2 separate regions of the Mus musculus genome follow, and region 1 is linked to region 2. A link is a contact called in public promoter capture Hi-C data. All regions are on one chromosome and are shown on one strand. Each heading gives the region's core, a stretch centred on a gene start, on an enhancer-like site or on the middle of the called end of the contact. The rest is flanking DNA. Distances are from core to core; before and after follow the strand shown.

Evidence for each region. Promoter capture Hi-C pulls out the DNA fragments that hold promoters and counts their contacts.
Region 1: a contact with region 2 is called in a promoter capture Hi-C map of liver, with 4 times the contacts expected there. The contact joins the promoter of Fam83f here to the promoter of Kctd17 in region 2. A contact is called at or near these places in 2 of 39 promoter capture datasets (both in liver).

Annotation. Positions count from the first base shown.
Region 1 is chr15:80,670,588-80,673,287 of GRCm38.p6, forward strand. Fam83f (family with sequence similarity 83, member F) reads left to right here and starts at 1,260. Exons shown (of 5, transcript NM_145986.2): 1 at 1,260-1,800. The coding sequence starts at 1,330.
Region 2 is chr15:78,427,224-78,429,923 of GRCm38.p6, forward strand. It overlaps Kctd17 (potassium channel tetramerisation domain containing 17), which reads left to right and starts at 1,341. Exons shown (of 8, transcript NM_001289671.1): 1 at 1,341-1,644. The coding sequence starts at 1,435.

The sequences.
Region 1 (2,700 bases), core at 10-2,509, 2.2 Mb after region 2:
AGAGAGAGAGAGAGAGATGCCTATTGACTCCTTCATACACACCCCTAATAACCCCAATAACCTCTGTTTCTTTATAAGAACAAGCAAAGGAGGCCACATGTTGGGAAAGGACCTCCCTCACCGCAGAGAGCATAGCAGTTCCTTTGCTTAGCCGCTCCTTTCTCGGGAGATATAGAAAAGCATTTATTTCTAGGCCTCAATTTCCTCGTTTGTGAAATGAGGGGGTTGGACTCATTTCTAAAGCTCCTTCCAGCTCCAAGTCGCTGTGCTACAAAATGAGAGAAATGTGAACCTTTGGTTGCTATGATCTGAAAATATTTTGAATGTGGAGAATCAAAATTGTACAGCAGCACACGAACAAAATAATATGTTAATGACTAAGAAGATTGTATTTAATCCAATGGGAAACAGCAGATCCTCTGGTGGTGATGGTGGTGGTGTGCACGCGCGTGTCTGTGCTCAGCTTCCTTCCTTGGGCTCAAACATGTATTTTGAATCGCTAATATAGTAATCAGGCCTCTGGCAGCCTATCAGGCCCAAACACACGCACACACCACTTCAAATTAAAATGAGGGGCAAATCCACTGCCTCCTGCTTACATCTTTGCTATTTGGGTGATTCTTTTAGGAGAAAAAAATTTTGTAGTGACGGTGTTGGTGTTGAATTGACAGCCCCTGGAGGCCTCTGATCTCAGAACTGGGACGCGTGGGCGGGAGAACTAGGGATTTCATTAGCATCTTTGCTTTCCCACACAGACTGCCCCCTACACAGTCCGACGATCTAGCCCAACAGCACACACACTTGGACCCTGAAGGCCGGAGTGGGTCAGGATGCTACTAAATTCCGCAGGCGTCCGGACTAGAACACGTGCTCTGGGCCCTGCCTGCGGGAAGATGAGGCTGTACCCGCGGGGCTGAGTCCCGAGGGTGCTGGAGGCGTAAAGGGGTCAGGTCGCCGACCTTCCCTGCACTGATGGGTCGCAGCTGGGAGGCGGGCGTGACTCAAAGGCCGCACGTGCCTCTGACCACAGCCGGGCTTTCACTTCCACGCCGACACTCTGCACCCCAGCCGGGCTAAGTAGGCCAGAGACGCAGGGCGTCGGCTGAGCCGCCCGTGAGGTCCCCGCAAGCCCTGCAGAGGCGGCGGTCCCTCTCCGCCCGACGGCCGCGCCCGCACCGGGGCCCGCGCCGATTGGCCGACTGGCGATCGCTGGGCGGGCCGAGGCGGACCTCGCGGCCAGGTGAGGCGCCCCGCCCCTCGAGCGCTCCAGGTGCGGCGGTGGGGACAGCAGGGTCCGAGCCTGGGGCCCCGGGACAGGGCTGGGGCGCCATGGCCGAGTCCCAACTGAGCTGCCTGGACGAGGCGCACGTGAACGAGAGGGTGACCGAGGCACATGCAGCTTTCTACTACTGCGAGAGGCGGCGGGCCGCGCTGGAGGCGCTGCTGGGTGGAGGCGAGCAGGCCTACCGCGAACTGGTCAAGAAGGAGCGGCTGCGGGACTTCCTCTCCAGCCAGGAGCGCCAGGCCCTCTGCGCCGCCTGGAGCCCCTACGAGGAGGCAGTCTCCAGCACCCGTGCCAAGGCTAAGGCCAAGGCCAAGGTCCCGGCCCAGCCCACTGAGTCCCTGGCCTACTGGCCAGACCGCTCGGACACCGAAGTGCCCCCACTGGACCTGGGGTGGACAGACACCAACTTCTACCGCGGTGTGAGCCGAGTCACGCTCTTCACCCACCCGCCCAAAGAAGAGAAGGCACCGCACCTGAAGCAGGTGGTCAGGCAGATGATCCAGCAGGCCCAGAAGGTAGGCCTCGGGCCCCAGTCCTGCACCAGAGGGACCCCCCACACACACACACACTCCCCTGCCTGGTCTCACTTGCGGGCCACTCTCACCATCCTCTGGGAAATGGACCCCCGCTGGCGCTCACCTTGTGCAGCTGTGATGAGACCTTTTGAAAGATGGATGTGTAAGTTCGTGGCAAAGCACTGGTTTTTCTTACTACAGTGTCTAGGTGCGCTAGCCTTGTGTTGGTATACCTCTGTCACCATCCATCTTCCTTGGGCAGTGTGACAGTTGTGAGGCCCTGTGCTAAACTAGCCACTCAAAGGGCTTGATCATGAACTATCACCAGGGATTTATTTACAAGGCGTATCCTCGGCCGTTTCCCTATTTGATCTTCACAATCGCATGAAGTTGGTAATAGCCTCCCTTCCCCTCTGGGCCAGATGAGCTTTTCTTAGGAGCCTTTCTCCCCCAAACAACCCGACTTTCCCATTATCATCCTCTCCTGGGCTTGGCACTAGAGCCCAAGCAGGCTCAAATGAATGAGGAACGCTATTTTAAGCTCTAGCAGTGGCTTGGCCCAGTGTTGGGTGCTCCCACAAAGCACTGGACCAAGCTCAGGAAGAGGCTCCTACTTTGCCCATCTGCTCTGCTTGGGTGTTGAGAGATGTTTCCAAGGAGCCTGGTTAGAATACCAGTTGGACAGCTGGCTGTGGGGTAGGTGAAAGACTAATCTTTTCCTCTGTGCCCTTGGGTACTTGGGTAGTTTCCAGATAAAATGTGGGCTATTGCATTAAATTCAAACTTCAAATAGGTCTTTTTGTATCTTTTTATTCCAAATAAGCTGCACGGCGGCTGCATTGATGCTAAAAGTGACTTTTCATTTACCTAAATTCAGATTTAATGGGACAGATATTATTT
Region 2 (2,700 bases), core at 91-2,590:
TGAAGAGAGCTAGTGATGAATTGTCTGAATCAGGTGGGCATGACTGTAGGAGATTGTCTTGATTACATTAATTGATGTGGGAAGACACAGCCCACTGTGGGAGACACCATTCCCTAGGCTTCAGCCCAGGACGGTGTAAGAGTGGAGACAGTGAGCTGAGTACAAGCATACATTTGTTCTCTCTCTGCTCTTGATTGTGGATGTGGCTAGCTGCCTCGAGGTCCTGGAACCTAGACTTCCCTATAGCAAAGAGCTCATATGGAATTATGAGCCAAATAAACCATTTTCTTCCTACGTTAGCTTTTGGCAGGATGTTAATATTACATCAACAGAAAGTGAAACTAGGCCATCCCTAAGTCAGGTCTTTTTGTACCTGCTGTGTTGTCCTAAAAGGAACAACTGTCCTCAGGAACTCACTGAACAGTGGGGTGAGAACAGCAGTGACCATGTCCCCCAAACAGGATCCTCCCCCTCCCCTGTTTCCTCTCCATTCTGCTAGCCCAGCAATCACCTTGAATGCCAATGCTAGAGTGACCATTTCCAAACCCTAAGCCCATTCCTCCTTTGCTGAGAGCTTTGGAGCCTCCCCAGTCCTGCTGCACACCCCACACTCCCATCAAGGAAAGGCATCTGGGGGGCCTGGGCATCTCAGCATCATGGGGGAGGGGGCTATTCTAAAACTCCCCTTCCCCACTTTGTAGAGCCGATCCATGCCTCATCTCCAAGCTTCAGGTCAAGCACATATGGAAGCCAAGTGGCACCAGAGAAGCCAGTACCTGAACTTCATCTTCTGAACGTTCACTCTTTAAGCAGACTCCGTAGCATTCAGACTAGACCAAGACTGGCATCCAGAGCAACCCGGCAGGGATGCAGGAAGCTTAAAGGAGTCATATGTATGCTCACACAGCTTCTGGCACACAGAAACGTTCAGCCAGCCCTAAGCCCAACTACATATCCTCAAAGAATTTAGGAAGAGGTGGTGACTATACCTCATCCCCGTGGTCTTTGCCACACACGGGACAAAAAAGAAACACTGCTGATGTGGCTCATGCACGCATATGCACACACGCACATGCTCACACACAGGCGCGTGCGCCTATTTTTAAAAGTAGGTTCAGGTAAATATAGGAATTTCTGGAGGAAGAAAGTTCTTCTCAGGTCAGGTATTCCTCAGCTGGGGCCCCCGTACAAAGCAGAACAAATGGGGGGGGATAGCCAATGAGGAAATCACTGTTTTCGCAGGGCCTTCTGCAAACCAAGCAGTCTGGCCACACGGAGAGACCAGATGATAGATCACCAAGAAAGGCAATGTGGGGCGGGACGTGCTGTCCGAGCAACACCAGGACAAGCGCAGAGCATCCCAGCCCTGGCTCCAGACTACAGCTCCCGGCATGCCCTGCACCTGGTACTCGCCCGCGGCGTGCGGAGGGAAGGATGCAGACAACGCGGCCGGCGATGAGGATGGAGGCCGGGGAGGCAGCGCCACCGGTGGGGGCGGGCGGCCGCCCCGGGGGCGGCTGGGGCAAGTGGGTGCGGCTGAACGTGGGGGGCACGGTGTTCCTGACCACCCGCCAGACGCTGTGTCGGGAGCAGAAGTCCTTCCTCAGCCGCCTGTGTCAGGGCGAAGAGCTTCAATCGGACAGGGTGAGCCCTGAGCCCGCTGACAGGGGGGTCCTGGCCCCGCGCTCCCGGGCTGTCCCGCCTGCGCGTCCCTCGGCCTCTGGCTTTCCTAGGATTCTGAGGCGGGGAGCCGAGGCAGGAGGAGGGGGAGGAAGAGGAGCCGAGAGGAATAGCTATACCCATTGCCGTGGCAACGGGACAGCACAGGCCGCAGCCATTTAGAGCTTTGGAGAGCTGCCCCAGATCCGGGACGCTTCCTTACTGTGGAGCGCTGGGGAGGGACCAACAAACCGGGCCTGCCTTACTGCCCTGGCTGACTCTTAAAGGAGTTGATGCGGCTGCTTCTCCCCGCCCTTAGGGTGTGGGCAGCTGAAGGGTACAAGGAACTAGATGGAGGAGGCCTGGGTGTCTTGGAGCTGGGCTTAATGTAGGGAAGAGCACTGGCTTTGGAGCTATCACTTGTGGGCTCACCCTGCTCTCCTGCCAAATTCCCAAATGACCAGGGAGGAATCGGGAGGAGAGGGGAACTTCCCTGCTCTCTGACTTTGGCCTCCTAGTGTGCAAGGCCTCTGGAGTTGGCTTGTCAAAGTCCCCTGTCCCCCATTCTGTGGCCCTCTTACACTGTGCCCTTGGGTGAGTCCCCTGTCCCTTGATGTCTCCGTCTTCTGTGCTGGGTTGTCCAGATCCCAGTCCTCCCTGCAGGCTGCACTTGTCCAATCAGAGTGCAGCTTCTTTGGAAACTTGCAAACATCTAGTGAATAGTGGGGTTGGCTGGGGGTGGGGGTGGGCGCGGTACACAGCCTCCAAGAGGGAAACTTTCCTAAGAGGGAAATTCACTGGGTCCTGTGCTGAGAGAGAGGTAAGGGGCCACTCAGGAATCCGGTCACCCTCTATACTCACATCTAATCCTCTGACTATGGGAGAAAGAAGCAACGCTCCAGAGGCCAGATGATTGGCTCAAGGTCACACAGCCTGGAAAAGGCAGAGGCAGGGTTCGAACCCAGATCCTTACTGCTTTCTTCCTGCTTCCTCTCTCCCTGTAGCCATTCTTCCAGCCAGCCTGTGGTGACTTGAGTTTAT